Regions from separate parts of the Mus musculus genome. Here all the other regions are linked to region 2. Evidence: chromatin contacts called from public Hi-C and HiChIP or PLAC-seq data. All regions are on one chromosome and are shown on one strand. The core of a region is the stretch at or near the end of the contact, and the rest is flanking DNA. Distances in the headings are between cores, read along the strand shown. Region 1 overlaps Gan (giant axonal neuropathy). Region 2 overlaps Cmip (c-Maf inducing protein). Region 3 overlaps Cmip (c-Maf inducing protein).

What was found. A called contact is a pair of places that touch in the nucleus more often than the background predicts. HiChIP or PLAC-seq counts read pairs in DNA pulled down with a chosen protein or histone mark.
Region 1: a Hi-C map of bone marrow-derived macrophages shows a contact between it and region 2, with 3 times the contacts expected there. The contact joins two enhancer-like sites. A contact is called at or near these places in 1 of 15 datasets of contacts at CTCF or cohesin (pro-B cells), 9 of 484 Hi-C or Micro-C datasets (bone marrow-derived macrophages, double positive thymocytes, embryonic stem cells and 2 more) and 6 of 115 datasets of contacts at active chromatin or transcription factors (CD8 T cells, bone marrow-derived dendritic cells, bone marrow-derived macrophages and 3 more).
Region 3: a contact with region 2 is called in an H3K27ac HiChIP or PLAC-seq map of the HPC-7 cell line, with 6 times the contacts expected there. The contact joins two enhancer-like sites. A contact is called at or near these places in 10 of 484 Hi-C or Micro-C datasets (bone marrow-derived macrophages, cerebral cortex, muscle stem cells and 6 more), 12 of 115 datasets of contacts at active chromatin or transcription factors (the 230-238 cell line, CD8 T cells, the HPC-7 cell line and 7 more) and 3 of 9 other capture datasets (adipose tissue, liver and pancreatic islet).

Annotation. Positions count from the first base shown.
Region 1 is chr8:117,199,625-117,202,324 of GRCm38.p6, forward strand. The region is part of intron 9 of Gan (giant axonal neuropathy); the gene reads left to right. Among named protein-coding and RNA genes, the nearest start is that of Gan, 43 kb to the left of the region's middle. Within about 2 kb of position 1,432, at least 62 of the 459 cell types and tissues checked have an H3K27ac peak or open chromatin away from gene starts, as enhancers often do. A contact at or near this core is called in bone marrow-derived macrophages, granulocyte-monocyte progenitors and myeloid progenitors, where this site is marked.
Region 2 is chr8:117,296,736-117,299,435 of GRCm38.p6, forward strand. All of the region lies in intron 1 of Cmip (c-Maf inducing protein), which reads left to right. Among named protein-coding and RNA genes, the nearest start is that of Gm51554, 17 kb to the right of the region's middle. Within about 2 kb of position 1,291, at least 68 of the 459 cell types and tissues checked have an H3K27ac peak or open chromatin away from gene starts, as enhancers often do. A contact at or near this core is called in the HPC-7 cell line, bone marrow-derived macrophages, granulocyte-monocyte progenitors and 1 more, where this site is marked.
Region 3 is chr8:117,361,129-117,363,828 of GRCm38.p6, forward strand. All of the region lies in intron 1 of Cmip (c-Maf inducing protein), which reads left to right. Among named protein-coding and RNA genes, the nearest start is that of Gm51554, 47 kb to the left of the region's middle. Within about 2 kb of position 1,438, at least 80 of the 459 cell types and tissues checked have an H3K27ac peak or open chromatin away from gene starts, as enhancers often do. A contact at or near this core is called in the HPC-7 cell line, where this site is marked.

The sequences.
Region 1 (2,700 bases), core at 182-2,681, 97 kb before region 2:
ACACACAAAAAATAAGTTCCCAATCTTAAAACCTTTTTTTTCTAATATACACCATGCATCTCCAGCCTTTGTTTTCCCAGACTCCCCTGTGTAAACAGAGAGCAGCTGCCAGGACCTCTTGTCAGTGACACTCAGGGCATTTGTAAAACACTGAGCATGAGCAAAACCAGATGCTACACAGTCACTGCCTGCCTCATGCGTTCCCCTGCAGCTACGAGGCTCAGGCACTGTCAGCCTCCAGTCTCACAGTGAGCACGGCGCACAGGTGCTGAGTGGTCAGCAGACCTGGAACCCACACTCGGGCTTTGGGGCTGCAGAGTCCCCCTTTGCACCCACCCAGCAGTGGGCAGCGTTCCCTCCTGGGTCTGCACTCTTGCACACTGTGGAAAGTGCTGCTGTCAGATGAACAGTCTGGGTTGGATGGGAGGCCACTCAGATTGTATGTAAGCTCTTGTCTTTCCTGTCTTTGTTCCTTATTTTTAGATTAAAACTTTTCTGGAAAAATGCCATATCTTACTATTTTCTATGCTTTCTGAGTTTTGTTTTTGTTTTTGTTTTTTTAAAAAGCTGTTAAAAAGAAAAAAGAAGAAAGGCCATAAATTCCTCCCAAGTCATGGTAAAGACACACTGAGAGCAGGGCCTTCCCTCCCTCCTCTGGAAGTCCCCTGAGCCCCTGTGCTGTTCTCAGCTGTCCCCACAGTCTCTCTGACGACTGCCCGCTCTACCGTTCACTCTCAGGCCCCCTCTCTCCTGCCTCTCCCTGCCGTGACTCCGAGCAGTCCCAGAGCTGTTGCAGGCACTGCCCCTTCCACTCTTCTGCAGAGTGGAGTAGACACTGAGGTCCTCCCAGCGCCCTGCTCAGGTCCGTGAGCTGTGCTGAGCTCTGCTGAGCGTCCTCCACATCCTGAGTCTGCGGCGGCTCCTGCCACATCTTCCCTTCCTGAGTCCCGTCCTCTTCCTCTGTCTGGTTCCCGCTTTGGCACACGGTCCCTGTGTTGTGTTGCCAGTGTCACCTTTCCATCTTTGAGTGTAGAGTTGCACAGGCGGGCCTGACACCTAGACAAAAGCTAGTGACCCAGGAAAGGCGAAGTCAGTCCTTGCACACTCCCATCCTCCAGAGACAAGAAGGCCACGGGATCCCAGGGAAGTTACAGCAGACATCAACGTGAGGCGCATCCCTCCACGCAGTTCACTTAGGAGAAACGTCTGGGCACGGTGGGACGAACCTGTAATCCTAGTACTTAGAAGACTGAAACAGGAGACTTGCTAGTTCAGAGCAGCTTCAGTCACACTGAGAACTCAGGAGGCAGCATCAGGTCAGGCTTGAAAAGCAGTGTGCAGTCTTGAAAAGCAGTGTGTCCTCAGCCCTGCGGTGACTAGGCTGGTCGCCATTGCTGTCCAGATGGGGTGTGTCTGTGACAGGCTGTATCTTTCCATCCCAGGCCTGGCTCTGCAGCTGTTGATCTAGCTGACGTCCTCTCTTCATCTTTCCTACTTGCAAGGATGTGCAGCGGAAGCGTCTATATCTTAGTCTTATTGGCAGGGCCAGCAGTTAACCTGTGCAGTGTGCTCTCAGGGCTGAGTCGGTCATGTATAAAAGTTGCTCATCCTGACACTCTGCAGAGACACCACACTGCCTGGCCTTGCGAATGCCATACCTGTCGGATCTGAGGGTTAGAAGAAGGGAGTTCTTCCGTTGCCCTTAGTAAGACTTGTGAAGCCATGAGTCCCAGAGCGCAAACCCTGCTCTTCACCTCCTCACTTTGGGTCACGGTCCAGCCCAGAGGCAGAAGCCACACCAGTAACCTAATCAGAAAGTGCAGTGGTGTATGTAAGTACTGAGCAGCCGTGATGAGGGATGAAAAGGACCCCGAGGACGGTGGTATCGGACTGAGATATGACTAGCTAGAACACGTGTGTGTATGTGTGTGAGGCCAAGTTCCGTATTTCTAGCCCCAGTAAGCCACCTGATAGGAGGCTGGGCATGTGGCTCAGGAGAGACCATGATGCAGCCCTGGGGCCCATCCTCTGTACCCCAGAACCTGGACATATTACCCAGCGCTCATGGAAGCAGAACAGAGGTTAAAGGTCACCCTCGGCAGCTTAGCCTGGCCCTGTCTTAGAAAAGGAAAGGAAGAGGGAGGGGAGAGACAGGAAGAAGAGAGGGGGAGAAATGTAGTGGCTTAGCGTTGTTCTATAATCTTGGGCAAATTATCTTGTTTCCTTGTTTCTTGGAACTTGAAATAAGGAAGCTCTGTGTTTCGTGAGAGTCGGTGAAGTCTGTTGAAGTGGGTGATGTTCTTTATGAGGTGTTTCTTTGTTGGTCGTTGACATCAGAGGCCACTCACCTACCGTGCAGCTTCTTAGCTGCCGTGCAGGACAGTGGAAAGGCCACGGTGTCCACAGAACAGCATGCACCGTCCTGGACAGCAGAGCCTCAAGGCTGCTTAGGCAGTGACTGTGATCTGGCATGGCTCTAAGCTGTTAGTGGGAAATGGGTCAGTTTCCTGAGTGAACATTACCACATGGCAAAGCCTAGAATCTACTTATCTCATATGAAGGTCAGGGAACAACCTTTGCAGGAGTTGATTCTATGATGTGGGTCCTAAGGATCAAACTCGGGTCAGCAGGCTACACAGCAAACACCTATACCAACTGAGCCGTATCAGTTTACAGCCATCCTTTTTACATTGATTTATG
Region 2 (2,700 bases), core at 41-2,540:
AACAGAAAGGAGGAGGAGGAGAAGGAGTAGTAGTAGGAGGAGGAGGAAGAGAAGGAGGAGGAGGAAGAGGAGGAGGAAGAGGAGGAGGAGGAGGAGGAGGAGGAGGAGGAGGAGGAAGAAGAAGAAGAAGAAGAAGAAGAAGAAGAAGAAGAAGAAGAAGAAGAAGAAGAAGAAATAATAATTAGATATTTTGTGGCAAAGATCAAACTTGCCCCAAGGAACTCCGATGCCTCTAATAAGCAGGAAGTAGTCTAACAATAACATCGCCCCCTTTCTGACCCCCTATTCAGGGATCTCTTTCCTTTCCTCTCTATCCCTTTTTTTCCCCTCCTTTCTAGTGTTAGGAGGTTGGAAAAAAAGGGGTGAAGAAAAGTGGAAGAAAGAAGAACCTGTAAGGTAACAAAAGGACGCCTACAGAGCAATCCATGGGGAGCAAGCCAGTAAGCAGTCCTCTTCCATGGCCTCTGCATCAGCTCCTGCCTCCAGGTTCCTATGCTGTTTGAGTTCCTGTCTTGATTTCCCTTCAGTGATGAACAATGAGGTAGAAGCATAGGCCAGATTAACCCTTTCCTCCCCAAGTTGGTTTGATCACAGCGTTTTATCACAACAGTAGTAATTCCAACAAAGACAATGATTTAGCACATAGGTCAAAAAAATGTAACAGTGTCATCTACCTGGATGGAGAATGTTCCAGAATCTTCCATGCTAGCTGCCTCCTGGCTCTCTAAAGAGTTTCCCGAGGAAAGGAAAAGGGTTAGTTTGGTGGGGTGTCTCCAACACCCCACTCCTTGTAGCCCAGATCAAGTTTAGTTTCAGATATGTCTTTATCATTCTCGTGTGTCCCGAGCCTAGTGCTGGGGACTCAGATCAGGGCCCGTCAGTGGTTTCCATACGACCGATGCGTGCTGAGAATTGAGCAGATGTGAGAACCGGGATCCTGTCCCAGAATTTGCCTCTGTTGACCTAGTGGCTGAGAAAGCAGCCACGTGCGTAGCTGCTCTGGCCTCAGAGCGAGGGGGCCCCTTCCTCCACACTCAGGACTGTGGAGTGTGGGTGACCCCTTCCCTCTGGGAGGAAGGGATACACTGCTTGTAGGAGGTAGGACATTAGGAAAGAGGACTTTGGAGGCAGCGCAGTGTGTAGGTTGTGCCCGTACCGCTGACATGATGTCAGGAGCCACACATGCTTAGGGCCACCTAGATAGCCAGGACTACTCTGATATGCAGGACTGTAAGGCTTCAAGCAAGCCAGGTCTCCTGTCTGAACGTTGGGTTCCTCCTCCATAGAACGGGTCCCCGTAAGCTGTCTGTCTTTAAATGATAAGGCCTCATGGCTAGTGCCTGGCCCTTGCTCATGGGAGATACTCACCAAGAGTCACCTGTGGTTGTTCTCGACAGGGTTATTATCATCCCACAGGGCATGGACTTCCCTGGTCCAGTAGGGACTTCTGGCTTGTGCAAAGGGCAGGAGGCCGGTAAGGCCCTGGGAGGCTGGGCAGTGTGGTGAATGGGAGAGAGGAGGCCAAGGGGTGCAGAAGTTCGGATAAGTCCTGGCGCACACTCCAGAGTGGAGAAAAACAAAACAGCCCGGTCTGCGGTGACCACTCCATTTCCTGCAAAGAAGGAAGTTGCAGATTTCCTCCCTGGTGTCCAGGGAGGGATGGGACAGGCTGCTTAGGGCGGGACCCACGTGGGGAGGTTGGTGGGGTCTGGCTGGAGTGGCTCTGTACCCAGAGCACAGTCTTTCTGCGGTCAGCCCCTGCCTGGAGTCTCTGAGCTACTTCCCCCAGGAGCCGGGTGTCCTTGTATCCGGGACAACCTGGATCCGTTTCTTCTCCTTTGTGCTGGACAAGAAGCAAAGCGACTAGAGGTCCAAGACACCAGTGGGATCTGTCACTTCCTCTTGGAAGCCAGGACCCTCCCTTTTGGAGTCTCCTTGTCCCTTAGGGTGTCACTGGCTGTCAGTTTCCTTTCTACCTCCTGTCCCCAGGAGACAGGGAGCTGCTATTCCTCAGGCTCCATCTCCCCAACAATGTACATTTATGTGATAATTGCCCTCCAGTCTCTTAAATGAGGGAACTGGAAAGAGGGTAGGATCAAGGAATTGGGTGAAGTCACGCACTGGATCTGACAAGCTGAGGATGTGGCCTGTGACCTTTCAGATCCAGGGCAGTGAGCTCATTGCTGCCTCAGTTTTATCATCTCTATTATGAGGTAGCAGTGAGCCCACTTTAGGGTTGCTGAGACCAGTAAGAACAGGACCTACCCCCAGGGACCGCTATGGTTACTTTTTGCATCCGCTCACCTAAAGTAGACGTATCTCAAACTTCTTGTTACATTTATTTGTTGTAAGGTGTTTGTGTACACGCACGTATGCACACACACCAGGATATGCGTGTAGAGGTCAGAAAATGGCTGTGGGAGTCGGTTCTTTCTTTCCACCACGCGGGTCCTGAGAATTGAGTTCAGGTCTCATTAGGCTTGGTGGCAAGCTTCCTGCCCCACTGAGCCATCCTCCAGGCCTTGAAATAAACAAGAAGCTGACGTTTGATGTATGCTGAACAAGCTTCGGGTTGAGTAATCATACCTGGGCTTTTTCTTTCATGAAGCCTGTGCACACTGGGGTGGGGTGGTGGCTGCCCAGCAGCTCGGGCGCCAGCACGGGTGGAGTCTCAGCTTTAAATCGGACGGACTTTGTCCG
Region 3 (2,700 bases), core at 188-2,687, 65 kb after region 2:
AGGTTCATTCTACCTAGCCTTGGGCAGGTTCCCTTTCTGGATTCTCTGACACGCCGTTTCCTAGGCTCCAAGGACCTAAGGGCATGCTCTCCCCAGGTGGGTCTCCAGAGCTGGGGCTCCCCAAGTCTTGCCTGGAGTAACAAGATCTCCATGTTGTGTAGAAATAGAGTCTGCCTTGGAAAAAGCTGCTCTTCCCAGTGAGTCTCCTGAGCTGGTCGTATACGCTACTTAACTGTCTCCAGATCTCTACTGGCTGGCTTCTAGCTTCAGACAGCACAAAGCAAATGGAAGCCAGTGGTCCTTGAACACAGCGCACATCCATTGTCTCTCTTCTTAGTCAACAGCATTCCTGGGAGGTAGGCCTTCTCTTACCAGAGCTGAGCCTAGCTGTCCCCTGGCTCAGGGTGCCCCACCTGCCCAGACCAAGCAGAATTTGCCCCTCATGAGTCTTATTCCTGTTCTGATGGCTGCTTGCCTCATGGCTCTCAGGATCCAGAGTTAGCAGAGGCCAGGGTCCCTGACCGTGGTTGTGAAATGGGCAGAGATTCTCATAGAGGGTAATGGCAGCCCTTGTATAAAGTGAGCGAGCCTCCCGACTCAGTGTGCCTGGGACTTCCCTACGTTACTATGCAGAGCCCTGCTTTGGGAAGCCCCTCAGGCCCACACGCATTGACGTGCCGGTCTCCCTCATGTCCAAGTTTCTCTGAGTGCCAAATGGGAGGGAAATATAAACACACAACATAGAATTCAGTGGCCTCTGGCCCTCGTTAGTAAAGCTGAAATTGGTGAGGGGAAAAGCACATTTAAAAAGTAATGGGGTTGGAACTGCTGACTTTTGAAATGAAGTCACAGGGTCAGCCAGAGACTTTGAGATAGTCGGTCTCCTGTAGCCCAGGCTGGCCTTCAGCTTGCTCTATAGCCAGGGCTGGCCTTGAACTCCTGATTTTCCTGCCTCCACCTCTCGAGTGCTAAGATGACAGGCATGCTCCAATTCTCCAGAGGTGGAGAGGAACTGGTCCTTCCTTCAGTTGGGGTCAGATTGAGGGCATCCGGTCTCCACATTTCATAGTTGGAAAGAGGGCGTGGTTTGTAGTTTTGAAAGCCAATGCAAAGCTACCTGTTAATAATTTTACAGAAACCAGTTCTGTGGATTGGTTGGGGGTGGGTGGGCCAGGTGACAGGCAGGTGTGGCAGTGCCCACCCACCATGGACTAGGCTGAAGGGAGGGAGGGAGGGAGAGAGAGAGAGAGAGAGAGAGAGAGAGAGCAGACCCACAGCCTGTATCAGTGGGAGGTCTTGTTTCTCTTTGGGACCTATCTTGTAGAGGAGGGACAGAGGGGAGAAGTTAGAAATTCACTGGGCTGATTGGACGGTAAGTTCCAGTATTGTTTTGACAAGCTGGCTGTACAGACCTCAAGACAGCCCACCTGCTTCCTCAGAAGCTCCACTCAGGAAGTAACTCAGCACTCTTGCTAGGAACAGAGTAGATGCATTCCTTCAGAGGTGCCTCTGGCAGGCAGAAAGATCCGGCAGTTCAGGTGACTCAGTGCTCAGTCCCTTGTCCCTCAGGCAAGTGACAGTGACTCCAGCTTCCCTGACTCCAGTCTCCTGCTTTGTAAGATGTGTGTTGTCCCCGGTGGCTGTGACAGGGAGGTTGGTTGATGTCATCCAAGCCCTCCGTGTAGCATCTGGCCTGGGATTCAGGTTGAGCGCTGCCTCAGTCAGCAGGACCTCTCTCCCTTTGATGTTCCTCTTCCCTTCCTATTCTCTGTCAGCTTCCTAGGGTGCAGAGTAGAAACCCCAAACCCTGGGCTTGGCCTGAGACAGTGACCCAAGCTGCTGAGGGTGGCCTTTAAGTTAAAGTCAGCTAAACCGAGGGGTTCCACTCCACTGGTCACAAATGGCCACATTCTAAGTGCTCAGACGTAGACGGGGAATGTGGCAAGGTTGGCGGGTACTTGCCTGGCGTGCATGAGTTGCTGGGTTCCATTCCAGCACTGTGTATAAATGGAGGTTCGTGCTTGCAAAGCTTGGCACCGGAGATGGGGAGACAGGAGGGCCAGGTATGAGGGTTCATGGTCATTCTTGACTATGTAGTGAGTTACACATATAAGACTTCCCCACCGTTCTAGAAAGTTCCTGGGCATTGCTGAAATGTAGATCCCACCCTGCTCCTGCACCAGCCAAGAGCACCAACCTTTACAATCTCTTGGTGGCTGTGTATTCTTTGTTATCACGTGTGCTGGTGACTATGTGGTCCCCGTGGTCCAGGCTGCCAGCCTGTCCTGGGACTGCCCTGGCTTGGCACCGCGACAGCCTTCACAGCCCCAGGAGTCCCGCTAGCTGGCAGGAGGATGTGGCAGGGATTCCAGGCCTGGCACCTGGCATGTCACTAAGCAAGGCCAGCAAAGCCTGAGATTGTTCCGGCCCCACCCTGACAGCTCAGGATGTCGGCTAGTACTTCAGAGAAAGGCTGCGGCTTAGCGGGAACTAGGAAGCTGGAAGAGGCTTTACTGGACCGCTGGAAAATTCTAGTTGTTCATCAGGTGAAAGAGGAGGGGAGGTGGTGGAGATTCTCTAAGAACATGGCATTGATGTTGGCTGAGGTCCCCCTCTGGCTGTACCTGCCCATCTCTTATATGCCTGATGCTGTACTATAGGGACATGGTGGCTCTAAGTCAGGTCCTGTCCCTGCTCTTT